7 separate regions of the Mus musculus genome follow, and regions 1, 2, 3, 4, 5 and 6 are each linked to region 7. A link is a contact called in public ChIA-PET and HiChIP or PLAC-seq data. All regions are on one chromosome and are shown on one strand. Each heading gives the region's core, a stretch centred on a gene start, on an enhancer-like site or on the middle of the called end of the contact. The rest is flanking DNA. Distances are from core to core; before and after follow the strand shown. Region 1 holds the start of Itgb4 (integrin beta 4). Region 2 holds the start of Tsen54 (tRNA splicing endonuclease subunit 54). Region 3 holds the start of Sap30bp (SAP30 binding protein). Region 4 holds the start of Slc9a3r1 (solute carrier family 9 (sodium/hydrogen exchanger), member 3 regulator 1). Region 5 holds the start of Galk1 (galactokinase 1). Region 6 holds the start of Myo15b (myosin XVB). Region 7 holds the start of Jpt1 (Jupiter microtubule associated homolog 1).

Region 1 (3,903 bases), core at 759-3,258, 460 kb after region 7:
ATTTATTGTCTTTTAAAGATTATTAAATGTTTATTTTAATATTTTATGTAAGTTCAGACACACCAGAAGAGGGCATCGGATCTCATTACAGATGGTTGTGAGCCACCATGTGGTTGCTGGGAATTAAACTCATGATCTCTGGAAGAGGAGTCAGTGCTTTTAACCACTGAGCCATCTCTCCAGCCTGCAAAGAACTATTTTTGTTTTTTTTTTTTGGTTTTTTGGGGGTTTTGTTTTGGTTTGGTTTTTTTGGTTTTTGAGACAGGGTCTCTCTGTGTAGCCCTGGCTGTCCTAGAACGCAATCTGTAGACCAGGCTTGGCCTCAAACTCAGAAATCTGCCTGCCTCTGCCTCCCGAGTGCTGGGATTAAAGGCGTGCGCCACCACACCCAGCTGCAAAGAACTATTTTTAAATCAATGTGTAGAGCTCTTCTTTTCCAGACTGGACTGGGTGCCTACTGGAGTGGCTGATGTCCACAAGGAACTGAGCTGGCCTGGAACATACATCTGAGTGCCGAAAACATACTGGGCTCCTTCCCCAGTGCCCCCACATTCAGGAGGAAGTCTCCCTGGGGACCTGGCCTGTGCAGAACAGCCCTCAGATGGCTGGACAGGGCTGACAGGGCTATTAAAAATCATTTTTATTTGTATTATGTTTGAAGCAAAATCTATATAGCCCTGGCTGGCCTGAAGCTCTCCATGTAGACCAGGCTGACCTTGAACTCACAGAGATCCACCTGCCTCTGCCTCCTGAGTGCTTGGATGAAAGGCCTGCTACACAACAGCAGTGCCCCAACAGACTCGTTTTACTCATTTGTTTATGTGAGAGGGTGGGATGGATGTACACACCACAGAGACCTTGTGACAATGAGTCCCACCAGGAATCAAACTCAAGTCATGAAGTTTGTCAGCAGGCACCTTGACCCATTAAGACATCTTACCCAATCACACTTTTTTTTTTTTTTTTTTTTAACTCCTCTATGTACCAGGCACCAGGGCTGGGGCTGGGCTGGTGAAAAAAAAACCAAAAAACAAAAAAAAAACCAAAAAAACAAAAACCTCCCTTCTCTCTAGCCCAGACCTGGGCATAGGCCTCTCCACCTCTCCTAACTTGGATTACCCCAGGTTGGGGCAGAAAACATGGGTTCTCCGAGTCCACAGTCCAGTGGGATGATCATTTCAAACCAGTATAGCAAATGCCATAAAGAAGCCATACTCTGGTCTGGAGGTCTAGTTTAGTGGTAGAGTACATGGCTGATACGCATGAAGACCTATGTTCCATACCAAGCACCGAATCAAAAGGAAGATAATAAAAGGACAGGTGTGGTGATGGATGCCTGTAATCCCAGCACTTGCAAGGCAGGGGCAGAAGAATTACCCCAAGTTCAAGACTAGCCTGGACTACACAGTGGGAAAAGGCCATATTCTCCGACCAGACTTAGAAACCAACAGAGGATGTGGCAAAGCCGAAGAAAACTAAAGATCTTGTAACATTAGTTCAGGGTCTTCAAATATAAGGATAAATCTGGCTGAGTTTCAGACTGCATACTCTGGCTCTGACACTTGGCGAGCTTGAAGCCCCCACGGGTTGAGGAGGTCCAGTGCCAGCGGTGAGCATTAGCTAACCTGGTGAGACTAGAGTTGGGTTCTTGCAGCGCCTCAACGGACTCATTATTAAACAGAAACGGGGCCTGAAGGCACTCGAGAGCCTGCCGCAAGAGTAAGATTTGTGAATCAGCTTGTCACCAACACTGTAACAATCCATGAGTGCTACTCCACACTAGGTCACGTGGCCTCTTGATGGCTACAATTACATTTTAAGGAGATTTGAGTATCCGAAGAAACCTAGAGGCCCCAGTCCTTGCCTATCGGTTCCTCTAGTAGAGGCAGAGAGAACCCAGTGGCCAGCAGTCCAAGAGTGCTAAGTCTCCCTACCAGTTTGGGGCACGACCTATCCTCGCGCTGACACGGAGAGGGTGGTGCACGACCCGATGACCGTCGAGGCAGCGGGACTGACCCAGCTGGGCTCACTGTATTAAGAAGCGGACCCGCGACCCGGAGCGGCCCGGGGACCCGATCTGGGAGCCTGGACGGGTGGGGAAGACGGAGCCCCGGTCTGTGCTGCAGGGAAGAGTGGCTCCTCCTCCAGCCCCCTCCGCGGCGGCTCGGGGCTCGGGGCCGGCGCCGGTTGAGCCGCAGCCCTTTCCGGGGGGCGGGCCTGGCGGCTGCGGCGACACCCCAGCTCCTGCCCCGACAGGTGCGCGCAGCGCGCAGGAATGCAGTCCGCCTGACTCACCAGCGCCTCCTTCCTACCTGCGCCGCCCGTCCATAAAGCGCTGCTGGCTCCCGCCCGCCGCCGCCCGCCCTGCTGTCCCGCCGGGCTCGCCCGCGCGCTCAGCTCGACCCAACGCAGCCCAAGTCCGAGGTAGTCTCACTAAGGTAGGTGCAGGTCCCGCTGCAGATCCGAGGGCACACCGCCCGCCCCGGTGCCCCGGGACAACAGGGCTGGAGAGGAAAGTGAATACCCACTCCCGCCCGGGGCTTTTGTTTCCCTTCCCTTCCCTGAAGATTGGCAGGCCCTGGCTCCCTCTGCCCATGCTGCCAGGACAGGTGCCAACCCTGCCAGGATGTGGGAAGGGGACAGCTGGGAGCGGGGTAGTTGGGATCTAGGGAAAGAATGGTGAACATCAGATACCCCTGCTAGAAAAGGACACTGGGTAGGTGGGTAATAGGAGTGGGTAGAGGCTGGGGGCTCACCAGCCCTCTGAGTGCTACCTCCCCTGAATCTGAAGACAGTAGAGGAACAACTTAACTACCTTGCAGCAAGCCCCCTTCTTGTCCGGCTTGACAGGACCTGCTGTGTGGTGACCCGGGTGCATGTCAGGCGTGGGGAGTCCCTGATTTTCCTCTTGGCTGGCCCGCAGCCTGCTCTCTTCCCAAAGCCCGCTCCAGGCACCTTTGTTTGGGGGACCTTTCAGAATCTCATCCAGCAGTCCCGCGAGCACTTGGCCCCGCCATACACTCTTTCCCACGATCCTTGGAGGAGCCTTCTGGCTGTCACTGTGGCCCGGGACTCCAGGTGGCTCCCAAGGGTAGGGGCAGACCTCTTCCTTCTTCCTGACAGACTTGCCACACCCTGAGCATAGGTTCAACCCAGATGGCACGTTTGTTTCTACCCTCACTAAAAGTGAAAATCGAGTCTCCTGGGGGCTGAGAGAATGGACAGCAGAAAATGAGCGTTTGACTCCTTAACTCTGACTTCCAATAGCTGACAGGGTAGGCAAGGGGCTGTTACAGCTTCAAGAACTGCTGTCCTGTCTGGCCCAGCCTGCCATGGCTACACACTCTGTGATGGCATCCTCAGTCCTAGTCTTTATGTGGAATCTTGTTTCTATACTAGGCGACTACTTTTAGAACTTTTAAAATACAATTTGGGTCGAAGCAAACACTCGAGTGTCTGCCTAGGCCTTTACATTATATAGTTCCTGTGTGTGTGTGTGTGTGTGTGTGTGTGTAGGTTCAGTGTGGAATCTACACTGCCCCCAAATCCCCGCCAGACCCTCCCAGTGCTGACTGCTGGAATGGGAGGCTCCACAGCCTCAGTGCCTCATCTGTCCTAAGGCACACACAGGCAAGCCTCTCCCACTGGGGTCCTGTGCAGATAGATGCCTTGTTAACCCTTTGCTGACATGCTGGGTGTGTGTTGCCGTCCTGTCTGTTTGGGACAGCCCTGTATTCTGGGTCTGTGTAAGAGCTGGGTTTGTCCCTCTGGTGCCTATACCTGCCTAGGTAATTGAGCCCTGAGGAGGCCAAATCTGCAGCTTGCATTATGTAGCGTGTGGGTGTGGTGCCTACGCCCAAGGCTGTAAGAAACTCATTTCTCCTAGGAGTCACGCCTCTGCTG
Region 2 (4,222 bases), core at 863-3,362, 300 kb after region 7:
CTGGGCAGCACCTCAACCTTGGGCAGGAGGGGCCCTGGCAGCAGGAGACACTGGTGTAGGCAGGGCCAGCAGCCCATTCTCCACAGCCCCAGGCTCTGACACCCACAGACAACAGGCGGGGCCGGGAGGTAGGGCCTGGGAGAGTGGCACGGGCAGATGGTAGGGGTCACTCCCTGTCCAAGGTGTCTGCAGCACACTCCTCACTACCAGGTCCCTAGAGGGTGGACTGGGTGCTTATGTCCCTCACTTTCTGGGGGAGATCTACCTGTTGGATCGGAGAGATCTACAGCACCTGTTGCTAATCCTTTCTCACTGCGTCTGTGGTGGGAGAGAGCAGCTGGGTAGAGATCCAGGACAGAGAGCTTGGACAGGCTGGCCAACTACCTCCCAAGCCTGAACCTGAAACCCCAACTCGACTTCCCGCACAAACCCTTAAGTCAGTTCCTCAGTGGCGGTGATTTTGTTGCCAGAATCTTGTGGCAAGAGACTCGTGCAGGCCTGGGGGCCCAGGTGGGGAACCACTCATTCCTCAGAAGTTCCAAGCCCAAGCCGGAGGGCACTCCCCCTCAAAGCCCGCGACCCGCACTGGGAGAGAGTGCTCCTGGCAGTGCCTGGGGTCGGCTGGCTCCCCCTCCCCTTGGAATGCCCCTCTAGCGCGGCGCAGCTCCCCGCAGCCAAGCCCAGATAAGGCCGACCCCGGGAACAAAGCGGCAAGAGGGACCCGGAGAGTCAAGCGTCCGAGGAATAGATAGAGGAGAACGAAAAGGGGGGCTCGAGGAAGGCGGAAGGAGCAGAGAGATGGAGGAGCCCGCCGATCAGACAAGAAAAGTTAGTTTGCGTCTGCTCTCAAGGGTCCTGACCCCTGGCCCGGGACCCGGCAGTCTCACCTCTCCCGGCCGCCCCGCCGGGGGTCCGGCTGGCTGTGCTCAGTCTCAGGCACTCTGGACTCTGGTTCTCACTGTCCCCCGCAACCCCTTTCTCCTCCTTTCCAAGGCCGGCTCGGCGCCTCCCGCAGGAAATCCCGCCCCTCCCCCCTCCCTCCCGCCGGATCGGGAGCCGGGGACCGTCCTGGCCGCACAGTTGGATTGTCAATCAACACCCTGGTCCCCGCCCCATCTTCACTAGGCCCCGCCCCCGCCAGCCAGTCCAGAGCCGAGCCACTGGTTGGATCAGCGCATGCGCGCAGGTGAAGCTGCTTAGGGGTGCAAAGTGGCGGGTGAGAGGCGGGGTGGATGAGGTTTCGTGCTGCTGTGTCCTGTCCGGGGATCCCGAGAGAACTGGGTTCTGGTCTAGATCAAAAGGTGAAGTGTGAATGTATAGGAGAGAAAATAGGATGTTTTGGCAGTTGAACCTGAGGACCCCCCCCCCCCACTAGGGGTGGGGATCACTTCCTCTTTGCCCCATCCTTTCCCGGGTTGCCCGCAGCGACCTTCGTCCACACTCAGAGACCTATAGCTGCTGGCTGGAGCAACGGTGCCACCTAGTGGTGAGCGTCAGTGCGACTCAGGATGTCACGGCGGGGACCCCAGCCTCGAGGAGGTGCTTTCGGAGTCTGGGGTGGCGATTCAGCACCAGTGTGAGCCGGACAGCGCCTCCACCCCTGGCCTTTGAACCCTGCTTCAGAGCCCCTAAGAAGAGATTTTTTTTTTTTGGCCCACCGTGAAGGAACTCCATAAGTCTTTGGTCCACTCCTAACATTCCCATATGGCCTCCAGTTTGCAAAGCTGGTGTCTGGGGGCTCACTGCTCTCCTCTCTCTACGCATCTCTTTCCTGCTGGTGGTAGGACACAAAGACATTCAGGGCTGCAGAGATGAGAGTAACATATTTGATTATCCATGCTACATCCAGTAGCCAGGTAAAGTTATACTAAAGAAGGGAGGAGCCCCCAGAAGCGCTGGAAACGGAATAGGTGAGTTTTTGCACATCTGGAAACCTGCACATCGAGCTGGGTCCCGCGGCCCGGGGTACACGTGTGCCGACAGGTGTTAGGACACACACGGGGCAGGTAGGAAGGCGCGAGGCTCGAGGGTGGCTTTATGATCCCGAGGAGCGAGCGGGTCGAAGGCGCTAGGACCGCGCGGAATGCCGGGGTGGGCGGGGCTTCGCGGTGCGCGCGCAGCCGCAGACAGCGGCCCGATGGAGCCCGAACCCGAACCCGGGTCGGTGGAGGTTCCCGCGGGGCGTGTGCTCAGGTGCTACCCGGCCCGGGGGATGGCGTGGGGTGCGTGGGACCCGGGAGCGAGCGGGGTGGCCTCTGTGCTGATCACGTGTTCCCGGCTCTCCCCAGCGCCTCGGAGCTCCGCGCCGCGCGCTCGCGGTCCCAGAAGCTACCACAGCGGTCGCATGGCCCCAAGGACTTCCTCCCGGACGGCTCGGAGGCCCAGGCGGAGCGGCTGCGCCTGTGTCGCCAAGAGCTGTGGCAGCTGCTGGCGGAGGAGCGCGTGGAGCGCCTGTGAGAGGGGCTGGGCCGGGCCGGGTCAGGCCGGGTGGGCGGAGGCCGGGGACTGCCCGTGCAGACCGAGACGCCCCTTCCCCACTCCTCGCCAGGGGCAGCTTGGTGGCCGCGGAGTGGAAACCAGAAGAGGGCTTTGTGGAGTTGACGTCTCCTGCGGTGAGCGGCCCGGGCATCTCCGCGGCTGGGGGACCCCCTTCCTCTGTCCGCTTAGCTGCTTTGTGACACTTGGTCTGCTGCCGCACAGGGGAAATTCTGGCAGACCATGGGCTACTCAGAGGAAGGACGGCAGCGACTTCACCCCGAAGAGGCTTTGTATCTGCTGGAGTGTGTAAGTGGGGTCCTGGAGGCGTGGGGAAAGGGGTCCCGACTAATGGAATGGGAAGGATACGGTTTGGTGGACCAGGAGGAATTCAGAATTATGTTTTCAGTGAAGTTATGTGTGGACTTTGAGAACAGAAGAGGATACCACTGGACAGCGGGAGTTCTAATCCTCTCATTGTTTGTCCTGGTCATGCAGTGATGCTTGAGTGTGTGGGGAAAGGGTCAGAGCCAAGAAGGTGACTGGCTTGGGCACTGCAGGAAGGGTACACAGCTAAGCTCTTGGTCCACTTCCAGGGTTCGATTCAGCTCTTCTACCAAGACCTCCCACTGTCTATCCAAGAGGCATACCAGCTGCTGCTGACAGAGGACACCTTGAGTTTCCTGCAGTACCAGGTATCTGCCTCCCAAGGTGACTCTTATTTGCCAAGTCAGTGAGTCCTGACAGGTGCCTTTGAGGCTTCGAACACAGAGCCACAAGCCAGGGCTGTAGGTGAGACAGCCTGTGATCACACGGGCTTATATTCAAATGGAGACTGTCAGGTTTGGGGGATTTGTATTGTTGATAAGTTATTAAACAACACGTGTGCCCAGAAGAGGAGATAGACTTGAAAGAGTGAAATCTCCTTTGAGGATGGTATTTGCTTATTTATTTTTAGTGCTTCTGGGAAGTGAAGCCAGCAGCCCATGCCTGCTAGCAAACACTCCAGCACTGAGCTGTATAGCCCCTACCCTCTTGTTTATGTTTTGAGATAGGGACTTTCAAAATTGCACAGGCTGGCCATGAACTCACTCTGTACCCCAGGCTGGTCATGAGTTTATGCTCAAACTCTCTAGTAGCTGGGATGACAACCTTGAACCAGCAGGCCTGGTGAGGATGATACTTAAAATGGAATGTGGTCCATGCAGTCCCAAGATTTGGAACCTAGGGCCATATAGGAGGGAGGTTTTGAGTGGTAGAGGAAATGGCTTTGTGTCACTGGTCTTTGCTACTTTGTGGGTTCTTCTTTTTCCCACCCTTTGTGCCCCCGGTTTCATCTCTTATCACTCGATAGGAGAAAAAGGAGGAGAGAGGGGAGAGAGACTCTGAGTGTAATTTCTCTCTCGTTTCTTCTTTGAGCGTTACCGACAAACTGCAGTCAACTCCGCCGAACAATCAACAACCACCAACCCCACCTTTTGGGGCCTTAGCATTTACGTACCCTCTGAAAAGTTCCCAGAGTCCCAAATATTACACAATTGCAAAAATCGATCTGCAGCTAGCAAAAACCACAGCTCTGTTCGAACAGAAAGCAAATCACGGCTGCTGTGGATGGGCCGAAGCACCCTGTGTCCCCACACCTGGGATTAAAACAAAAACATGTCTTAATATTTCTGTGTTTCTTAACGAGGCCAAGACCCCAGAATCGTCACTAAAACTTGTGTTTAGAGAAACTAGTAACTTATTT
Region 3 (4,135 bases), core at 703-3,202, 420 kb after region 7:
TTGAGTCTGGGAGTCTTTCACCGTTGGTCCTTACCAATACTTAAATAAAGGTAGTAAAAGCAAAACAAACAAAAAGTTCTAAACAGAGCATTCATTGGGTGTTGTGGCACACGCCTTTAATGCCATCACTCAGGAGGCAGAGGCAGAAGAATCTCTGAGTTCCAGGCCAGCCTGGTTTATAAAGTGAATTCCGGCACAGCCAAGGCTACAGAGAGAAACTGCATTTCAAAAAAACCAAAAAGTAAGAAAGTATTGGGGGGGGGGGTATAGGTAGAGGAAGACAGATCTCTGGAAATTTGAGGCCAGCCTGGTCTACATAGCTAGTTCTGAGCTATCTAAGAAGCCAAAGCTGCATGGTGAGAACCTGTTTTTAAAAAAACAAATCAAAACAAGGCTTGAGTAGTCTTGAGCCACTAGGATATGACTATTTGGATTAGACACATCCAGGGAAGCAGAGTACTGGTTACACCGGGGTAGATATGCAAGGCTAATCATTCAGTCCTCTGTTAATAAGTCTGTTGGTGGCACTGCTGCTCCCATCTGGACAAGCTATCTCCAGCTTACAGTGTTATTAGTCTCTCCTTTTCTACCTGGAACTCAAGCTACTCGCTCTTCAAGGAAATGATTACCTAGGTCACTGACAAGATTAAGCACTACTGCCACTTTTGCTACTACTTGCACAGGGACAAGAATGGGAATCTAGGAACAGAAGTCAAAGACAGACTGTCAGTCTGGCTATGAAAAAACCAGAAGTGTGAGTGGTTCTGTCCAAAATTTGTAGGTTATGATAGCCCACACCTGTAATACCAGTACTTAATAATCCAGAGGCAGAAGGACCGGCTCAAATTTGAGGCCAACTTGATGTATATAGAGAATTCCAGGCCGGCCAGGGCTACATAGACCATCAATAAACAAATAGATTCCCAGCAAATACCCACTAGCTTTGGTCACGAAAGAATTCCAAACCAGTGGTTTTCAAAGATTTCCAAAGGGTGAGGAGGTAGGAAGTTAAGAGGGTGTTGTGCCACAGAGCTACTACGGTACCGCCAGCAGTCTGCAAAACAGGTAGCTTGGTATGTTACCTTTCACTACAGCCATGGTCGCACTCTCTTGTAAAGGTGTTTTAAAAGAATCAAACCCAAAGACTTTCTTCAGGGTGCTCCGGACTCGCCGCTCCCGGTCGAAGGGAGTGGAGAAAGGACGGGCGCTCATCTTTGCAAAAAGCAGCAGCCAAAAGGTTAACGCAAAGGTGGGCAAAGGCAATCCCGAAAAAACCCTCTGCTCCACGTTAAAATATAGCCTATGTTTCTCCTGCCGAGTAAGCTGCTATGTTACACTTAAATATCTCATTCCCCAGCAGTAAAAGTGAAGGCTGAATTGCTTCACGCAATACATTCCTGAGGGATTAACATTACTTCTCCCTTTAATAAAAATAAAAACAATGAACTTTCCAGGTCAGGTGGACAGAGCTACAAATCGGACCACAACAAAGCCCACAAACGTCTTCAAAGTCGACCAGAGAACTTGGAATCCTTTTTCTAGGGTCCTTGTTCTAGAAGCGAAGCCATAGATACCATTCATCAAGGACGCCGACCCCCCGTTCCTCCTCTGAGCCCCCAAGTCAACAGCTCTCGCCCTTTGCCAGACAAATGCTCTCCAAGATGTCAGACCCCAGGCTCTTTTCGGTTGGCTCTGCAGCTTTCCAAAGAACACTACTCCCTAACTCGAACTCAGAAGCCAAACCGCCCGAGAAGTCAGCGAAGTAGAAGCCGCAAGACCTTACTTCCGTCCCGTGCTGATGACGTTTCCAAGAGCTGAGCATGGGGGCGGAGCCATGCCCAGACACAGCCCTTTTGATTGGTTGTCATTCGGGCGCGGAGTCTCCTGGGATCCGGAAGAAGTTGGTTTTCTCGCCCCTAAATTGGCTTATGAGTCATAGGCCTGAGCCACACCGCGCTGTGGGAGTAAGATGGCGGGGAAGAAAAATGTTTTGTCGTCTCTTGCAATTTATGCGGAATATTCAGACCCTGAATCTGATGGCGAAACTGGAGTCGACGCTGTAGGCGGAGCGACTGGTGAGACTTGAGCTGGAAAGGGGAGGGTCTGTTATGGTTACCAAATGCTACCTCTCTAGCGGGGCATGGGGAGAAGATGCTCTTTGTGCTCCAGGTATCGGGTCTTGGAACCCCAAAGCGCAGTGGATGTCCTAGGTCAGACAGAGCATTAGAACCTCTACTACAGTACGAGTGATCTCTCTTTCTGCGATCCTCTACGCAAGGCGTCATGCTGGCCAGAGGGTGGACCAAGGGGGGTACGCATCTGTCGAGACATCACTGTCTCGTTGTTTGATGGGGAAGAGAGGAGTGAAATGTACCTGGAGGATAGTAAAACTTGTGTTTCGTTAAGTTGGTAACTTTTAAGGAATCGTTTCTAAGTCTGCCCTAGAGTTTTTAAAAATGCATCTCTCCTAAGTGCATAATTCTGGGCTTTTTCATAGAATATGCTAGACAAGCCTTTTAAGGCGGTAGGGTGATTCTGTTGTTTGGTGAGTTTTAAAAGCCTATCGGTTGCCCTCAGACTGCGAAGCATAGAGGGAACAGATTTCTTGAAGGAAGCAAATTACCTGATATACCAGAGCTTTGGGTCTTCTTATCTGCAAAGTAGGGGCAAAACAATGAGGAAGACAGTCTTGTGCATAGAAGGCGTTTTTGAGGTTGCACATGAAACAAGATAGAGATGTGTGTGGTATGTCAAAACAGGAGTTTAAACGACCTGTTGGGCTGGTTCAAAGAGGAGAAGACTTTAACTGCCCTAATAGGCCAACAGCATGTAATAGTTCCCCAACCTTTGGAACTGCTGGGAACCAAACCCAGGGCCTTACACTCTTAGGAAAGCATCCCACTACTTTGTTACTTCCCCAGCCTGTCCTGAAAATATTAGAACATGAATTTAATGCTTGATTTTCTTTTCATATACATCTGTACATATGGAGTGGGCCTTGCATGTGAGTTCTGCCCATGGTGGACAGAGAGAGGCATCAGCTCTTCTGAAACTGGCATTTGTGAGCTGCCTGATGTGGGTACTGGAAACTGAACTGTCAAACTTACAGAGATCTGCCTGGCCCTGTCTCCAGAGAGCTTGAATTAAAAGCATGGGACACCAAACCCTGTACATTATGCACTCGTATAAGAGTCATCTTCCAATACCCCTGTTTTTGTTTGTTTTGAGACAGGATCTCCCTCTAGTCCTGACTGTCCTGGAACTCAGGCTGATCTAGAACTCAGAGATCCTCCTGCCTCTGCCTCCCAAGTGCTCGGTTCAAAGGTGTGCACCGCCATTCCTGGCACAACCCCTGGTCTTTTCTTTTTCTTTCTTTCCTTTTTTTTTCTTCCTCCCCCCCAACCTCCAGGCTGAGGACAGAACCCAGAGCTCTACCACTGAGCTAAATTCCCAACCCCAACCCCTGGTATTAAATTGTTCTTCCTAAGTACAAATTCAATCTGGGCCTATAGCCACTTACTTGAGACTTAGGTTCCCTTTTTATCTTCAGAAATAATCTTGGCCATTCAATTTTCAGAAACATTTTTACATTTCTCCCCTCTCCCCCTCTCTCTCCTTCTCCCTCTCTCTCCCCCTCTCCCCTCTCTCTCCTCTTTCAGAGGAGAAAGGTGGTTTGGTATCTGACGCCTATGGAGAAGATGACTTCTCTCGCCCAGGGGGTGATGAGGATGGTTATGAAGAAGAGGAGGACGAGAACAGTAAGCAGTCGGTGGGTAAATCTTCCAGACCCAGAGCTCTTGAAACACTCTTCCATTCCATGGTCAACTCTGTCCCTTTTCCCTTTTGGTTTGGAATCAGTTGGTACCCGTTGAGGATGTAGCTCATGGGAGAGGGCTTTGCCTAAGCATGTCAAGGACTTGATCCCCAGCACCACAGAAAGAAGAAAAAAGTTGAATTGGTTGGGTGGTATTAGCTCTTTTTGAAAGTTAAGTCGTTTTTTTTTTTTTTTTTTTCACCTGGACCACATTGTATTAGCTTTTGAATTGAGCTTTTGGAAGGAGGTCTTTTGTTTTGCATTTTTGAGATGGGGTCTTATGAAGCCCAAACTGATGGCAAACCTTTTACCCCTGAGCTC
Region 4 (3,878 bases), core at 762-3,261, 350 kb before region 7:
TTTTTCTTCAGCACACACGAGCAGTGGGGCACCTGAAAACACTCCTTCCTGATCTCTGGACCTCACATCCCAGGGGATGCCCCGCTCTCCCATGGAACCTCTCTTGTCAACTTTCCACCTGGGTTCCTAGACAACCAGAGGTCAGAGTCTGGAAAAAACTTCCCCTCCCTCCCAATCCCGAGACAAGGTGTACAGCACCACGGATATTTAAGGCAGAGGTCAGAGCCAGATAAAGAACTTGTTGGCTCCTGGAATGGGTGGGAGGCAGAACTGAACAAAGCCATAGGCCAGTTTTTCCCACTAAGCCCCAGCTTGCTCGCTCTCTCTCTCTCTCCCTCTCTCTCTTTAACTTCAGACCAATACTAGGGCAAAATGGTTTTATCTTTTCCTCTTCCGCTAAATCGGGTTGAGAGGGTGGGAAGTTGTCGATTTGGGGGCGGGCTGATGCTATGTGCACAAAACAAGGAAGTATGAGCAAGTCTGGGGTACGGAGAGGGGCAACAAGCCCTGTAGGCCCAAGGCCATGTGTCTCCCAAAGCTCTGATCTGACCCTTAGAAGGAAGGACACTCGGAGGTGTGCAGATCCATGACCAAAGGAAGCTTTACTACATCTATATAGGTTGGGCAGCGAGTGAGGCTCCAAGAAAGTATGCATTACACATATCTGAGGTTACTATATTTGCTTTCAAGGCAGAAATCTTGCTCCCAGAGCAAAGTCAGCACTCTAAACTTGGGTTGATAAGGAAACTCTCTGTGACCTCTCATAGGAAGATCAGGGAGGAGCCTGGGCTCCGGGTTCTCTTCTGGGGCTCTGAGCTGATTGCTGGAGCTCTAGTCACATACATAGCTCTGGGCCTCTGGCATTTCTGTTTTTCCAGAATTAAATTGCAGTATTTTGGAAAATATACTCTGACCGGTTTTTCCCCCTCTGTTTATTCCCAGAAGGAGGATCGTGTTAGAGAGTTTGTTACGTGGCACGTTGTGGGAAACTGTTACCCAATGTCCGAATCATTCCATCTTCACCCATTGGCGTCCTCATAGGTTCAACTTACCCTTAACTGACTACCCTCCCCCACCCCCAGCCTCTGTGGCCACATCTGCGCTGGCAAGAGGGAGCTGGAATGCTTATCTCACAATCCAAGTCATTTTTCTGTTGAACAAAGCCAGTCTTCCATTCCCTCTGAAGTGAATCCTGAGATTGACTACCTAGCTGTCTCACCCGCCCTCTCTCCGTGGCTAAAGGCTACTGCCAAAACTAAGCCCTTTATTTATTATTCATTTATCTGTTCTCAGACAGCCTGTCTTCCAGGTGGGCTGCAAGGAGCCTCAGTCTCTACCAAGCCCTACAAGTTTCTAGAAGGGATCAGAGCCCAAACCTCTGTCTATATGCATGTCCAGGGATAGAGGGGCGGCTCCACAAGAAGAAACTTTGTTATTTAAACAACTCTACTCCGGAGTTATTCTGTTACAGTTACCCTGTTACAGTGTTACTGTGTTACAGAAGACATCCGTCCGGTTCTTAAGTTGGCTCTGGGGAGGGGGAGGAGTGAGTGTGGGGGAGCATGGGGTGGTTTCCCCAGCAACTGTCGCTCCCCTCTCTCGGGCCAAGCTATGCAACAGGCTTTGGCTCAAGGCGGTTAAAGCGTTGAGAATCCTTTACCCAGAGACTAGCTCTTCTAAATCCCCCTCCACAACGTGGAAACCAGAGCGGAGCCCGTGGGGCCTCTGGGCTCAGTACCTGGAACCCCGCCCCAGCCCCGGCCTCGGCCCCGCCCGATCAGCCCAACTCCGCACTTGGTAACAAACACTTCCACTTCCTGGGCTCTCTTTTCTTCTCCCGCTGCGGGGTGCCGCGCCGAGTGCAGGCCACGCCCCACTCTCCTGATTGGTTAGATTTGTTCACCCTGGCGCAAGAGCCCGGTTCGTGATTTCTGATTGGTCTACTGTGATCCACACCCACCGCGCGGCCCCGCCCTCGGGTTTAGGAGCTGGGGCGGGTTCTGGAACGCTCAGACGCCGCGCAGGGCGGGGATTGGCCGGCTCCCTTCCTGTGCGTTCGCAACCGCGGTTCCCGGGACACCTGTTCCCTGTGCCCCGTGCGGTGCTCAGCTCCCAACTCGAGCTCTGCGGCTCGGGGAGAAAGGTCGTGAGTCCCCGGCCTCCGACGGCACCCGCGCTGAGCCTTCGCAGAACAAGATGAGCGCGGACGCAGCGGCCGGGGAGCCTCTGCCCCGGCTCTGCTGCCTGGAGAAGGGTCCAAATGGCTACGGCTTCCACCTGCACGGGGAGAAGGGCAAGGTGGGCCAGTTTATCCGTCTGGTAGAACCTGGCTCGCCGGCCGAGAAGTCGGGGTTGTTGGCTGGAGACCGATTGGTGGAGGTGAACGGTGAGAATGTGGAGAAGGAGACGCATCAGCAGGTGGTGAGCCGCATCCGCGCAGCGCTGAACGCCGTGCGCCTGCTGGTGGTCGACCCGGAGACCGACGAGCGTCTCAAGAAGCTGGGCGTCTCGATCCGGGAAGAGCTGCTGCGCCCCCAGGAGAAGTCCGAACAAGCCGAGCCTCCAGCGGCCGCCGACACTCATGAGGCTGGGGACCAGAATGAGGCCGAAAAGAGCCACTTGGTAAGTGCGGGTTGGGCTTGGTGTAGGACTAGGATTCTAGAGAGACTCGGGCACCCCGGACTTCCAAGCACTTTCTGAAACTCGAGCAGCGAGGAGGAAACGGCTTCTGCCCTCTGTCCCGGAGCCTTCGCAGTTTCTAAGGCGAGCTTCGGAGTGCGACCAGCGACCCCACCGCCCTGTCCGGGCTGGCTGGGGAGCGGAGCTCCTTTGCCGCCTGCATCTCCTGACTGCTTGAACTTTGCGAAGACGGCGCAAAGAAACCCAGTCCCCTTCTCTGCTCCCATTCCTTGGATTCCGCCCCACAACCCGGACTCATTCCTGGGTTATCCTTGCCTACAGCTAAGCTAAGAGCTCTCCCCACCACCCCCCGCATCTCCCTCCCTCCCTCCCTCTTTCTACTCTCTTCTCTTCAGTCCCTGTGGATGGTAGCTCAAAGTGGCTTAAAGGCTGAATAACTAAGGGTCCCTGGGAGGACCCCTTCAGCCCTACCCACATCCTGGGTCCTCTAGTTTGTGCATCATTAACTCACACCGGTTGGACTTCATCCTTCTCAAGACTAAAGTGACTTCTAAGAAAGAGAGGAAGTCTCAACGTCTCGGAGCTAGGGGTGGGGGTGGGGTGCCGGGAGGAGGTGCAGAAGCGTCTTGGGGGTGGTGGCTCTGCCACCCCGGAGGATTTATGGTCCTCTGGAATGTGAGGAGTAAGCGCTCGCTAGCTGGTATCTGGGAGCCTGGTGGGAGGACCTTAGAAGAGGAGGAAAAGGAGAAAGATGGGTGGGGGAGGGAGCAGGAACAGGCCAGGCAGCGTCCTGCAGAGCCGACCCTCGCAGGTGGTCCCGCCCTGGTGTCTCCTCTTCTCTGTCCAGCGATTGTAAGCCGGCTGGTTGGGTTTTGCCAGTGGTTGGTATTTCCCCCAAACAACCCCAGTTTGGATCAGCTGCTGGAGGGGCAGTTGGCAAAACAGGAGTTGTGCTGAGAGCCTCCCTGTCCCTTAGAAAACAAGGAGGGAAGGAGGCCAGGTTCAGGGCTCAGACCCTGGGAGCAGGGTCCCTTCAGTACGCACTGGCTCTCTCTTCCTGATCGATACCGCCGCCACATGTAGATCAGCGGTATCCATGGAGCCAGGAAGATCCTCCCTCCACAGGGAAAGGGCACTGTTCAGCCCCGTAAGGTTGAAGGCGGAGCCTGAGAGTACCAACTGGTTTGGTGGAAGTGAGGTCACCAGAAGCCCGGTTCTGCCAGAGTTTGACTCTGGGA
Region 5 (4,005 bases), core at 544-3,043, 500 kb after region 7:
ACCTCAATGGCTTTATCAGTACAATGGGATGCTCCACCCTGGAGGAATGCCGAGATGGGGTGAGATGATCCTCCCAGAAGCAGCCTGAGTGAGTCCTATACCTGGGTAATGTTGAATCACTCCCTTGACATAATTGGCCCACTGTGGGATTCCAGGCTCCAAGGACCACTGGGCTGAGGGCAGTGGGAACTGCAGTCTTTGGGGCTCGTCTGCATCTTTGGAAGTGGTGAGAAGAGAAACAAGCCCATCTGTCCGGGGGCTGCCAACCATCACGGTCACGAGCTCCAGTGCCTGGAAGGAGTAGGCATGTGTAGTCTATACCACCTGACAGAAGAAGTCCACCCAGGATCACATCATAGCCACAGAATCTATTTTTGGCTTTTTGTTTTGTTTTGTTTTTAAAGTTTTTGAAAACAGGGTCTCACTGTGCAATCCTGTCTGGAACTTTCTATGTAGATCAGGCTATCCTCTAACTAAGAGGCCCACCTGCCTCTACTTCAGAATGCTGGGATTAATAAAAGTATATGTGGGTGGAATATCCCATTGCAAATAGAAAACTCATGTCACTTGAAGTTCTAGAACAGCCCCAGGGTGACTGAAGCAACCAGGATCCAAACCCCAAGGTTCTGTCGTCTGGGACACACAGGGCCGTGAAGGGAATAGGCTTAGCTTGAAGGAGATGGGAGAAAGCGCTTCAATTAAGCGTTAGCCTTGGGGGCTCAGAGCACAGCCTTGTGGGTCTTCAGGGGCGGGGCCAGTGGTGATAGGAATGTGAACCTGGACTCTGCCCTAGCTAGCGTCCAACTGTGGGCCAAAGGGGACAGATAGTGATCTTATGCAAAAACAGGCCCAGAGGGGCTCCAGACTTCCTCCCACCTGGACCCAGCTCTGCACGCGGTAATCCCTTGTTCAGGAACTACTTATGCGCTGAGAGACCCAGGCTGAGAGTCCAAGAACCGAATGTGTAACTTTGAGGGAGTCATTAGTGCTCTGTGGATCTACTGTTTTCTCTGTAAATTCAAGGGGATGGGCCGGGGGGGGGGGGGGGGGAAGCTACATTTACACAGGTCTACCTTTGCATAGGTCTAGGTCGGTGCTGTGGGCCCAATCAAAGTCAGAGGGCTAAATAACCTCCTTTTTTTTCTTTTTCCTTGTTTTAAGAATCTTACAGCCCAAGCTGTCCTGGAACTCACTTTGTAGTTCAGGCTGATCTTGAACTCGTGGCAATTCTCATGCCTGAGCTTCCCCAGTACTGGACTATTAGGAATGCGCCACCATGCCTAATACTCTCTTATATTGCTTCCTTGGTCCTCACATTTTTAAGAGGTTCATACTTCCAAGTTGTGGGCGATGCCCCCAGAAGGCGGGCTCGAGAAGACAAACCGCACAGCCCCCCTCCCCCCAGCTCTGGCTTCCTGTCTTCGCACGTGGACAACTGCACGTCCCGGGGTCTCTCACGTCTGCTAGACCGCTTCACTCCGCCTTCCACCCGGAGGGTACCCGCCCTCCCGTGCCCCCTATGCCAGCCCTTCCCTACCGCAGGCCGGGCCAGCACACACAAGGAAGGGTCCCCAATGCGGCCCCTCACCATGGGCAGCACCAGGCCCTGGTTGTAGTCCGTGTGCTCCCCGATGAGGTTGACGCGGCCCGGCGCCGACACTGCCAGCTCCGGCTCGGCTCCAAACTCCTCCATGAAGGCCCGGCGGGCCTCGGCCAGCAGCTCCTCGACCCGGGGCGGTCTCCAAGCAGCCATGACGCTCGTCTGCAGCTGGGCGCACCGCCCCGCGGGATGCTGGGGGCGGAGCCACGTGGCGCGGACTTACATTCCTGTCCTTCGCGGGACCCCGCCCCCGCTACGACGGCCCCGCCCATCCCACCTGCAGAGCGGGGTCCAAACTTAGCTCTCCAGCGCAAGCCAACGCGGCAGCTGACAGCTGGAGGAAGAGACTCGGTTGCAACTTGTATCTTCGGTGATGTCCTAGCAGGAGTTTGGGGCTCCCACTTGAGTAGCAGTTAACACAAATGGAGATCTGAACTTCCCATCCATCCCTGAACCTGGAGCCTCTTAATGCGCTCCCATCCCCATCATCATCATCCCTCACACAGCCAGGGCAACACCAACACGAGCTGGCAACAGGAACAGCTGAGTGTCCCAGAGGATCTAGCGAAGTTATGCTAAGTCGTCAGCCCCTGGTCGGTCATGTCTCTAACAGGATGATGTGGTACACAGTCTAGGGATAAACAAGGAGAGCCAAGGTTCGAAGCCTTTTACAGGCTCCTTCTCTGGCTCCTGGCGATGGAGGACTGAAGTTCATCTCATCCAGTGGCCGGCAGGAAGCAAGCTCAGGCACTCCTCGATGACGCAAAGGCTACTGCAAAGATGGCTAATGTTGTTGGCCCCTAGCAGTTGCTTCCTCCACAAGAGCCTTGGTCTCAGAGACATGACCATCTAAAGCCTTCATGCTGGCCCAAATCTTTGCCTGGATTCCTAGCTATTCCTGGTCACCTTGTGTGAAACCTTCTAACAGAAGGACTAAAATGTAAGACAGTAAGAGTGGAGAACGGTAGGGGGTGTAGCTCAGTGGTAGAGAGCACATGCATTCAAAAGAAACACACAAATAAATGTACTATCTTATTCAAAAATTAAATAATTTCCAAGCCAGGCATAGTAGTCCATCTCAGCACATGGGAGACTCAGGCCGGAGGAGCGGCAGTCTGAAACCAGTCTGGGCTAAGATTCTGTCTAGAAAACAAATAAACAGGTTTTGTTAACAAAAGACATGTAAATCAAGAAAGCAGTATGTGGGGCTGGAGAGATGGCTCAGTGGTTAAGAGCACTGACTGCTTTTCCAAAGGTCCTGAGTTCAAATCCCAGCAACCACATGGTGGCTCACAACCATCCGTAATTAGATCTGACTTCCTCTTCTGAAGTGTCTGAAGACAGCTACAGTGTACTTACATATAATAAATAAATCTTTAAAAAAAACAAAACAACAAAAAAAGAAGGTGTGATCTTCTAAAAAAAAAAAAAAAGAAAGAAAATAAGAAAAGAAAGCAGTATGTGAGCCAGGCACGGTGGCACACAGCTTTTTAATCCCAGCACTTGGGAGGAAGAGGCAGGAAGATGTCTGAGTTCAGAGGCCAGCCTGGTCTACAGAGTGAGTTCCAGGACAGCCGAGGGAGAAGAAGAAGAAGAAGGAGAAGAAGAAGGCGGCATTCAAAACAATCAACAAGAAGGAAGAGAGGAAGAAAAAAAGAAAGAAAGAAAGAAAGAAAGAAAGAAAGAAAGAAAGAAAGAAAGAAGCAAGCTCTAATAGCACAGGTCAGTACTCAGGAAGCAGAAGCAGGCAGATGCAGGCAGAAGTAGGGTTGTGGCAAATTCAAGACCAAGGTACCTTACATAGGGCTACACAGTGAGACCCTGTCTCAAGTGGGATAAGGAAGGATGGGGAGGGGGAACGGGACTGGGACAGAGACAGGACTGAAGGGACAGGATGGCTGGAGGACTTTGATAAATCCCCGTATTCCCAGCATCTAAGAGGCAAACACTAAGGAATCCTAGCCAGGTATGGCGGCATATACATTTAATCCCAGAACTCAAGAGTTGGAGACAGGCAGAAGATCTGGAGTTCAAGGTCACCCTCAGCTACATAGTGAATTCCAGGCTAGCTCCTACTAGGTAAGACCCTGGGTCAGGAAAACGGACAATCCAAACAATAACAAATCCTGTTGACTAATTTCTTTTGACAGCCTGTTTTTGAATACACTTCAATACAGCAATTTTTTTCTTTTTTGCATAACTCAAAACAAAAGGCAAGTCTTGTGACCTTTGGGGCTGTCTGAAACGAAAGTCAGAAGCCACGACCAGCTCCAAGGCACCGTGCTGTTGTGTCAGAGTTGGACGCAGCGGCCCCGTCTCTGCTCACATTCTCTACCCAGCTCAGTTCGAAATCTAACAGCCCACAATTCTGTTGAGTGGACCTTGGGTCACAGACTCAACCTGGC
Region 6 (4,198 bases), core at 851-3,350, 340 kb after region 7:
GCCGAGAGAGAGAGAGAGAGAGAGAGAGAGAGAGAGGGAGAGAGAGAGAGAGAGAGAGGTTCAGAGAACTCCCTCTTAGAGTATTTGAATCACCAAGCGTTGCTAACTTTCCAGGAGTAGGGGTGACTATGCAGCGTCTGTCTGTCTGTCCCTCCTCCTAAGGTCCCAGGAACAAACTGAGACCTTATCTGCCAGAGTTCACCCTGGGGGAACGAGTGGGTTTATTGGATTTCCTAGTAGAACACAAGTGAGGGGTAACCTCCCCTCAACAGGCCACCCCTGAAAAGCCTTTATGAGAACTCCTCTGTAGTAATACAGAGGCACATGACCTGGTGGGTGCAAGCAATTAGGGCATAGTTGGTAGCAGGAACACCTGGCTACTTGGTTGAGGAACACCCCCCTCCCCCAGTTTAGCTCTGGCTGTCCTAGGACTCGCTCTGCAGACCAGCCTGCTGGGAACTCAGAGATCCACCTGCCTCTACCTCTGAGTGCTGGGGTAAAAGGCCTGTGCCAGTACCACAGCCCACAAACTTCAGTGAAAGAGAGAGAGAGAGAGAGAGAGAGAGAGAGAGAGAGAGAGAGAGAGAGAGAGAGAGAAACACCATCAGAAGGAGCTTGATAGCACAGGCTCACTTGGGAGGCAGTTCAGGCTAGCCTGGTCTACATTGCGAGTTCCAGGACAGCCAGTACTATGTAGAGAGACCCTGTCTCAAAAAATAAAAATTAAAATAAAGGTAAATAAATATCCACCAAAGGGCCTACAAGTTAGCTCAGTGGCACTTGCCACCAAGCCTGACCACTTGGGTTCAGTCTCCAGGCCACACAGGTTGGAAGGAAAGAACTGACTCCTGTAAGCTGGCTGCTGTCTGATCACACTCAAGGACTGTGGTATGAGAGTACACAGTGTGCAGGTGCATGCAGGCGTGCGAGCAGGTGCGCACACACACACAAAGAAATACAACTAAAAATCCACCAAGATCCCAGCACTTAGGAGGCAGAGGCAGGCAGCCAGCTGGTCTAGACTGGTCTACACAGTGAGTTCCAAGACAACCAGAACTGTACAGTGAAACCCTGTCTTGAAAACAAAACAAACAAAAATCTATCAATAGCAACTAGTTAGACTACAGTGCATGAATTCGTCATGATGCTGAACAACTGAAAAGACAGAGGAGAGAAACTAAGTGTTTTACAAAACCCCGGGGCCAGGCAGGGTGGGGAGGCCTTTCATCCCAGCACTTTGGAGGCAGAGGCAGGCAGATCTCTTAGTTCAAGGGTAGCTTGGTCTACAGAGAGAGTTTCAGGACAGCCAAGGCTACAAAACCCTGTACCGAAATTAATTAAAAGGGCTGGAGAGATGGCTCAGTGGTTAAGAGCACTGACTGCTCTTCCAGAGGTCCTGAGTTCAATTCCCAGCAACCACATGGTGGCTCACAACCATCTCTAATGGGATCTGATGCCCTCTTCTGGTCTGCCCAAAGACAGCAACAGTGTACTCACATACATGAAATAAATAAATACCTTGTAGGCAAGCCTTTTGAATGAAAGAGCATTGCACAGTATTCTCGATGGGTGGCAGTATTGTAGCCAATGAGGTTTATCGAAGACGTGATTATTGCTAATTGAAAAAGCAGTGGGGGGAGAGGGGCTGGAGAGATGGCTCAGCAGTTAAGAGCACTGGCTGCTCTTTCAGAGGTCCTGAGTTCAATTCCCAGCAACCACATGGTGGCTCACAACCATCTGAAGGGAATCCAATGCCCTCTTCTGTTGTGTCTGAAGACAGCTACAGTGTACTCATATAAATAAATATATCTTTAAAGATAAAAGAAAAAGCAGTGGGGAGGGCTAGGCATGTAACTCGGTTAGCAGAGGACTTGGCTGGAATCCACAGGGCCCTCCTCAGCCTTGTAGGGAAAAGATCCAGGAAGATCTCCTGACAACTAACGGTACTACTCCTTTGGGGCTGGAGAGCCAGCAGAGCAATGCTGGAGGACACTGGCTGCTCTTCTATAGGTCTGGGATTTGATTCCTGTCCCCCATGAGTCTAGTTTCAGTCCAAAAGTGTGCACAGTTCAAGGTATATACTCGTATCATATCCACTTTTTAGTAAGTTATATTTCACAACGGAAAAGAAGAGAACGCCCAAGTGTCCCCTGCCCAGTCCCATAGCCACAATCCCTTGTCTCCTGGAGAAGCCCCCATGTAAAACAACTTCATTCCGCCCCTCTTGGCAGGCCGGTAGTGAGGCTGAAGTAGAGCCTGGCTCCTCAGTCTGGCCTAGTGCCAGGCTGACCTGCCTGGCAAGGAGTCATGGCGTCGTCGCCCTGTCCATGGCCTTTGTCCACAGCGGCAGCGTCTCCTCTTTCCTCCGCTTCCACTCCATTGTTGACCAACCGGGTCAGGACCCGCTGCCTCCTGCATTATTGATGATGCTGCCCAGGAGGGGAGACTCCAGGAGGGGGACAGATTGAGCCCATAACCCTGCAGGAGCAGAAAGCATCTATAGCAACCGAGGCCTCAGGGCACCCATGGGCAGTCAGATCAGATCAGAAGGCAAAAGGATCAGGACATCGGGAAGTCAGTCATGGGCAGAAGTAAGGGCAAAGCGCCCCACCGCCGGCCTCGACCTGGAAGACCAGCCTCAGCCGAGCTGGAGTCTGGGTCCGCCAGCGCCGACTGCGCCCCAAGCCCGGACCGCAGGCCTGCCCGCAGCAAAGCCCGCAAGAACAAGCCCGCTACGGAGCACGAGGCCACTGGAGGCAAGGGGACCGCTGGAGGCCAGAGGAAGCACACCGGAGAGGGGAACCACCGCTGCAGAACATCACAGGAGACCCAGGAGAGGCAGAGCAGCTCGCAGCGTCTGAGACACGGACCCACGGAGAGCCGTGACTCCGGGGACAGTTGTGGGGAGCACACGGAGGAACAGGGAATCCCCAGGGAAGAAGTGAGGACAGGCAAACGCGGCCGCCGCAGGAGAGGAAAGGATCGGGGACCTTTGACTCGGCGAGGTCACGGAGAGACTCCTGGCAGGGATGGGGACACGTCGGGCGGGGATGGTGGCAGCTCGTGTCTGGACAGTGAAGCCCGCGAGGCCCAGGACAGCAGCAGCCAGGGCGGTGGAGCCCCGGAGCGGCCACCCAAAATGGAACCTTCGGATCCCAGGTCAGAAGGCGCTCCAATCAGAGGACCCAGCTCAACTCAGGTACAGGGCAAATGCCCTGGCAGCAACCATCCAGGCAGCGAAGGACACGCCTTGGAGCTCCAGAGCAAGGAAGGGTCGTCGGGGACGGGGCCTCAAAGAGCGAGTGACGATTCCCGGACAGATACAGACTCGAGCCCCGGGTGGGCTGGGCACAGACATCTCCCACAGAAGATCCCAGGAACCTCAAGTGGCATCCCTGAGTCCCAGGAGATAGAGCTGGGGAGGGAAGCTGCAGCCTCCAGCGTCCCCAGAGGCTCTCAGAGTCCCCAGGACTCTAGCGCGATTGTAGACACCAGTGATGTCGGGGCACAGCCAAAGGCTGAGCTGCTGGGCACCGAGCCTGAGACAGCGGGGGCTCCCGGGGCTCAGCTCCTCCAGGTCGGAGAGGTGACGAGAAAGGCGCTTGTGGTTGCGGGAGAGAGCGACGCGGGAGCCAGAGAGCGATCGCGTGCAGGGGACCCAGGGCCCCGGGACCGGACGCCACTGGCTGCGCTCGTAGTGCTGCGCAGGCTGCGTCCGAGGCCCCCAGCCGGCGCGTCTCCCCAGTTCGCTGGTGGCATCCGCGTGGGTCTCAAGGCGCGGCTGCAGCGCGTGGCGCGGGCCCTGGGCTTCCTGCGTTGGCTGCGACTGCGGGTAGAGCGACGTCGGACAGAGGCGCGGGCCGCGAGCCCGCGGGAGTGTAAGGAGCGCGGCCGCGAGAGGGCGCTCGAGGCGCGGGGCAGGGTGCCCGGGCCACGGCGCTGGTTGGCCTTGCGCCTGGCCTGTCGCCTGGTGGGGCTCCGGGGAACGCCGCGAGCTCTCCCTGGCGGTGGTCCGAGCCCTCCGCAGGCTCTGAGTAGCTCCGTCTCTAATGATGCATCAGCCATCGAGGATCCAGCTCCAGATCCCAAATTCGCAGTGGTCTTTCCCCGCATCCACAAAGCCAGGAAGGAGTCGGGCAGCAGCAGTTCGGGAACATCCGCGGGCGCCCCCACTGCTGGAGCTGCAGAGGATAGGGAG
Region 7 (4,146 bases), core at 455-2,954:
CCAGGAACCAGTGTCAGACCAGGAAAAGTTGGCCTCATCACACAAAACAAAAACCCAGGGCTCAATCTGTCCCTGTGTCCTTTGTAACAAATTACCTCATTTGAAGGATGACAACAAGAGGGAGTGACCCAGTCTCCTAGGTCTAATCTCCAGTTCTGCCCCGCCCTGTAAGCGCTGACCCCTTCAGTTCCCTTCCATCACACCAATTCTTTTACTACTTCCTGAAACTGAAAGCAGTCTGTAGCTGCCCCAGCTTCCTCATAAGACTACTCAAGGAGGCTGCTTTTTGTCAGCAAGTTGTCAAGCCCCTGTGAGAGACACTGCTGTTCCACGCTGCCTTCTTAGCCCCACAAAATGGCTCCCTTTTGTGCCACTTGGTCGGGACCCCAAGGCTTGGTCACACTCAACTGTGGGTCATCATCAATGGAAAATACATGGCCAGAGAACATGGAACCAAGCCTTTGGGAAGATCAAAGAGATGCCTGAAAGCCAACTTAAGGGACTGTGTGCCACTAGCTGAGACGATGTAGATGGACTCCCTCCGCTGAACAAAATATCTTCACCAAGTTAAGTGAGGGGTAGGAAACGGGTCCCAGTCCAGTCACAGAGCTCCTCCCAAAATGCAGTGTACTGGGGACAAGCAAGATCCCAGCTTCCAGGAAGGGATACTACATACTACTGGAGAGACAATGGATGGCTCCCTAGCCCCGCCCAAGCACAGACAACCTCCTCCTCCAAGAGAAGCCTGCTCTGGGGTGAACTCATTCGGCCAAAGTCAATGGGAGAAGTAAAGAAGGCGACATGGAAGGGCAGAGGTCCGAGGACCTGAGCGCAGAAAACCCATTTGAGCAGGCTCACGGCCCCGCGCATTCGGAGGTGGGCGTGGGGAGGGGGAGGAGACCCGATCTCTCCTTTGTTAGGCGCAGGGAGGCACTTTGATAAGAGAGCTCCTGTCCAGGGCTGGAAGTGGAGGGAGGGGATGACCAGCCCCGCCCTACCAGAGGTGCACCTGCTGCGCAGACACGGACACCCCGGCGGGCCACCACGAGGAAAAGAGCCTGCAGACCAGCCGGATCAGTGCTCAGATTTGCTCGCAGCGCCCAAGGCCGGGGCCAGCACACGCCCGAGCCAGAAGCGGGAGCGCATGGCCCTCATGTGGGACAATGGGCCCAGGGCCCTGCAGGCTCCTTGGGCTCCTGGGAGACCAAGCCCACCATCCTGGACCCGACCAGTGTCGCCGCGGGTGGCTGAAAGAAGATCCTCCCGCACACTCTCACCGACTCCAACCTGCCGTACGGCAAAGGGCCGCCACCCACAGTCCCCCTCAGCTGTCGTTACCGGGGAGAAATGAATAGAAGGGACGACTGGGGCGGGGCCACAAGCCGAGGCAGTCCTGCCGCACAAAGCGGCGCCCACTCCTTACTCTGCCACCCTCCCCCGGGCGCGAGCGCGGTGCTCCCGGCCCGTTACCACCAACGCCCCGCGGTCCCCACAAGCCCTGGAGGGCTCGAGCCCTACCCTGTCGCCTTACCGGGAGCTGTTCCTGCTGTTAGGGTCCACACCCTTAAAGGTAGTGGTAGTGGTCATGGCGCCAAGGGGCGAGGTAGGCTGGCCCTGAAAACGCCAAGGGGGACTGGGACCAACAGGCGCAGACGACTCCAAAAGCTAAACCACCAGGGCTCCACGAGCTTCTACCGCCGCGGGGCTCGCCGGACTCCCATTTTATAGAGCCAATAGGGCCCACCCTCCACATGCCGCCATTGGGCAATTTAAAAAGATCTCTTCATTTCTATTGGTTAGCTACAGTGCTAATCATAGATCGGCGTCAGGACGGGCTGCGCGGGAGACGGCTCGGCCTAAGCCCCGCCCCCTTCCTGTACAGAGAAAGGCCGCTGTGGTCTCCCCTCCTCCACGCCCTCGACAATCTGGTGGTGCTCAAGTGTTCACGGTCACTTTAAAAAGTTACTTGAGGGGCTGTCGAGGTGGCTCATAAGGAAAAGCCCTTGCCACCCAGCATGACAACCCGTGTTCAATCTCCAGGACCCACAACGTGTAAGAGACCCAACTCTCTTTTTTTTTTTGTAGAACATGATTTTAATATTTTCAACTGTTAATACTCAACAAGCAGAATAATTATTTTAAGATATACTTCGTTATTATGTCTTCATTTCTGATTTTATTAATTTGGATACTGTCTCTGTCCCTTATAGTTAGTCTGGCCAGGGGTTTATCTATCTTGTTGATTTTCTCAAAGAACCAGTTCCTGGTTTTGTTGATTCTTTGTATAGTTCTTTTTGTTTCTACTTGGTTGATTTCAGCTCTGAGTTTGATTATTTCGGATACCCAACTCTTGAACCTCTGACCTCCACGCACCCACGCACTGAGACACACACACACACACACATACACACTACCTAGCTACCTAAATAGAAAGCTACCTCAGCAGGATGTGTCGGCACTTCCCTGCAATGCCTTAACTTGGGAGACTGAGGCAGGAGGATCACTTTGAGTTTCAAGCCAGTCTGGTCTAAACAGTGAGACCCTGTCAAAAAGAAATGAGGGGGAGGCAGAGAAGGAAAGCAGGAAAGAGAGAAGGGATGTCGTGTTAAGGCCATATGCTAGTACTGCAGAGGACCTAGGTTCAGTTGCCAGCACTCACAGGGCAGCTCCAAACTGTAGCTCCAGTTCCCTGACCTGGGCAGTTACATGCAGGCACACACATGTACACAACGTAAATCTTTTGCCAGGCGATGTAGCACATGCCTTTAATCCTTTAGTCCCAGCACCAACTCAGGAGTCAGAGGCAGGTGGATCTCCGAGTTCTAGGCTAGCCAGAGTTACACAGAGAAACCGTGTTGGAGAGGGAATTTTTTTTTTTTAAGGTCCGAGGTGGGGGTGCTGCACACCCCTAATCCCAGCACCCTGGAGGCAGAAGCAAGATTTCTTAGCCTCAAAAAGGGCGGGGGGCACACAGTGGTCTACACCTTTGAACCCAGCACTAAGGAGGCAGAAGAGTCTAGGACAGCCAAAGATGTTACACAGAGAACTCCCCCCCCACCCCACCCCCACCCCCCCACCCACCCACCCCACCCACCCTCACCCCTACCCCCCCGTCTAGGAAAAAAAAAAAAAACAGAAACAAATGAAAAGAATTCCTGGATTAGCCTGCGCTAACTGGATTAGCCTGTGCTACACCATCACCCCACATCCCGCTGCCGATGCTTTAGTACCGTCCCAATGTTTGGTTACACCAGCACTCCTCCCTACTCCTGGCAATATAGGGCAGTGCCACTATGCAGGGTAGATGGCTAACAAAAACCGTAAATCCGCTCTTTAACCTGACCAACGTGTAGGAAATAACAATGTTTTCTCCACGCCCCAAATAAGCCTTCAGCTTTCCATGCTTCTGGGTGGAGATGAATGAGACCTTTCACCACTAGGACAATCTTTCTTTCCTTCTTTCTTTTCTTTCTTTCTTTTTTCTTTTTTTTCTTTTTTTGGTTTCTCTGTGTAGCCCTGGCTGTCCTGGAACTCACTCTGTAGACCAGGCTGGCTTTGAACTCAAAAATCCACCTGCCTCTGCCTCCAGAGTGCTGGGATTAAAGGCGTGCGCCACCACTGTCCAGTTTAGGACAATCTTTTTTTTTTTTTTTTTTTTTTTGAGACAGGGTTTCTCTGTGTAGCCCTGGCTGTCCTGGAACTCACTCTGAAGACCAGGCTGGACTGGGAAACCTAATGAAGCAATCTTAAAGAGTCCGTAACAGAAAAAGTGCTGAAATTCCAGGGGTTTTGTTTTGTTCTCTGTGTTATCTACGTAGCCCTGCTGTCCTGGAATTCCCTTTGTTTTTTAAAATTTTTTTTTTTAAGATTTATTTATTTGTAAGTACACTGTAGCTGTCTTCAGACACACCAGAAGAAGACATCAGATCTCATTACGGATGGTTGTGAGCCACCATGTGGTTGCTGGGATTTGAACTCCAGACCTTTGGAAGAGCAGTCGGGTGCTCTTACCCACTGAGCCATCTCACCAGCCCTGGAATCCCCTTTGTTGACCAGGCTTCCTTTAAGCTCATAGAGATCTGTCTGCCTCTGCCTCCCAGTAAAGGCCCGTGCCAACATTTCTGGGAAAGACTGGAATCTCTTTAA

Evidence for each region. ChIA-PET counts read pairs in DNA pulled down with a chosen protein or histone mark. HiChIP or PLAC-seq counts read pairs in DNA pulled down with a chosen protein or histone mark.
Region 1: a contact with region 7 is called in an HNF4G HiChIP or PLAC-seq map of pancreatic cancer cells. The contact joins the promoter of Itgb4 here to the promoter of Jpt1 in region 7. A contact is called at or near these places in 2 of 39 promoter capture datasets (the C10 cell line and liver), 2 of 115 datasets of contacts at active chromatin or transcription factors (bone marrow-derived macrophages and pancreatic cancer cells) and 1 of 9 other capture datasets (embryonic stem cells).
Region 2: an RNA polymerase II ChIA-PET map of memory CD8 T cells shows a contact between it and region 7, with 1,458 read pairs. The contact joins the promoter of Tsen54 here to the promoter of Jpt1 in region 7. A contact is called at or near these places in 3 of 39 promoter capture datasets (liver, neural stem cells and pre-B cells), 1 of 15 datasets of contacts at CTCF or cohesin (the NIH/3T3 cell line), 6 of 484 Hi-C or Micro-C datasets (B cells, cardiomyocytes, embryonic stem cells and 1 more), 15 of 115 datasets of contacts at active chromatin or transcription factors (the 230-238 cell line, the SCID.adh cell line, T-cell acute lymphoblastic leukemia and 11 more) and 5 of 9 other capture datasets (adipose tissue, embryonic stem cells, liver and 2 more).
Region 3: an RNA polymerase II ChIA-PET map of memory CD8 T cells shows a contact between it and region 7, with 77 read pairs. The contact joins the promoter of Sap30bp here to the promoter of Jpt1 in region 7. A contact is called at or near these places in 1 of 484 Hi-C or Micro-C datasets (B cells) and 2 of 115 datasets of contacts at active chromatin or transcription factors (bone marrow-derived macrophages and memory CD8 T cells).
Region 4: a contact with region 7 is called in an RNA polymerase II ChIA-PET map of memory CD8 T cells, with 559 read pairs. The contact joins the promoter of Slc9a3r1 here to the promoter of Jpt1 in region 7. A contact is called at or near these places in 5 of 39 promoter capture datasets (the 3T3-L1 cell line, 3T3-L1-derived adipocytes, embryonic stem cells and 2 more), 1 of 15 datasets of contacts at CTCF or cohesin (CD8 T cells), 3 of 484 Hi-C or Micro-C datasets (B cells, the N1E-115 cell line and embryonic stem cells), 5 of 115 datasets of contacts at active chromatin or transcription factors (the SCID.adh cell line, acute myeloid leukemia, embryonic stem cells and 2 more) and 3 of 9 other capture datasets (adipose tissue, liver and pancreatic islet).
Region 5: a contact with region 7 is called in an RNA polymerase II ChIA-PET map of memory CD8 T cells, with 46 read pairs. The contact joins the promoter of Galk1 here to the promoter of Jpt1 in region 7. A contact is called at or near these places in 1 of 39 promoter capture datasets (liver), 1 of 484 Hi-C or Micro-C datasets (B cells), 6 of 115 datasets of contacts at active chromatin or transcription factors (bone marrow-derived macrophages, embryonic stem cells, extraembryonic endoderm stem cells and 3 more) and 2 of 9 other capture datasets (embryonic stem cells and pancreatic islet).
Region 6: a contact with region 7 is called in an RNA polymerase II ChIA-PET map of memory CD8 T cells, with 246 read pairs. The contact joins the promoter of Myo15b here to the promoter of Jpt1 in region 7. A contact is called at or near these places in 2 of 39 promoter capture datasets (liver and pre-B cells), 7 of 115 datasets of contacts at active chromatin or transcription factors (bone marrow-derived macrophages, embryonic limb bud, embryonic stem cells and 4 more) and 1 of 9 other capture datasets (adipose tissue).

Annotation. Positions count from the first base shown.
Region 1 is chr11:115,972,717-115,976,619 of GRCm38.p6, forward strand. Itgb4 (integrin beta 4) reads left to right here and starts at 2,009. Exons shown (of 40, transcript NM_001005608.2): 1 at 2,009-2,438.
Region 2 is chr11:115,812,627-115,816,848 of GRCm38.p6, forward strand. It overlaps Tsen54 (tRNA splicing endonuclease subunit 54), which reads left to right and starts at 2,113. Exons shown (of 11, transcript NM_029557.1): 1 at 2,113-2,193; 2 at 2,289-2,453; 3 at 2,549-2,612; 4 at 2,701-2,784; 5 at 3,072-3,170. The coding sequence starts at 2,138. Caskin2 (CASK-interacting protein 2) reads right to left here and starts at 966. Exons shown (of 20, transcript NM_080643.2): 1 at 888-966.
Region 3 is chr11:115,931,707-115,935,841 of GRCm38.p6, forward strand. It overlaps Sap30bp (SAP30 binding protein), which reads left to right and starts at 1,953. Exons shown (of 11, transcript NM_020483.3): 1 at 1,953-2,075; 2 at 3,660-3,769. The coding sequence starts at 1,970. It overlaps Recql5 (RecQ protein-like 5), which reads right to left and starts at 1,786. Exons shown (of 19, transcript NM_130454.2): 1 at 1,083-1,786. The coding sequence starts at 1,212.
Region 4 is chr11:115,161,330-115,165,207 of GRCm38.p6, forward strand. Slc9a3r1 (solute carrier family 9 (sodium/hydrogen exchanger), member 3 regulator 1) reads left to right here and starts at 2,012. Exons shown (of 6, transcript NM_012030.2): 1 at 2,012-2,622. The coding sequence starts at 2,197. It overlaps Rab37 (RAB37, member RAS oncogene family), which reads left to right. Exons shown (of 9, transcript NM_021411.4): 9 at 1-911.
Region 5 is chr11:116,010,926-116,014,930 of GRCm38.p6, forward strand. It overlaps Galk1 (galactokinase 1), which reads right to left and starts at 1,794. Exons shown (of 8, transcript NM_016905.2): 1 at 1,589-1,794; 2 at 102-291. The coding sequence starts at 1,753.
Region 6 is chr11:115,855,825-115,860,022 of GRCm38.p6, forward strand. It overlaps Myo15b (myosin XVB), which reads left to right and starts at 2,101. Exons shown (of 64, transcript NM_001384233.1): 1 at 2,101-4,198. The coding sequence starts at 2,582.
Region 7 is chr11:115,512,689-115,516,834 of GRCm38.p6, forward strand. It overlaps Jpt1 (Jupiter microtubule associated homolog 1), which reads right to left and starts at 1,705. Exons shown (of 5, transcript NM_008258.2): 1 at 1,532-1,705. The coding sequence starts at 1,587.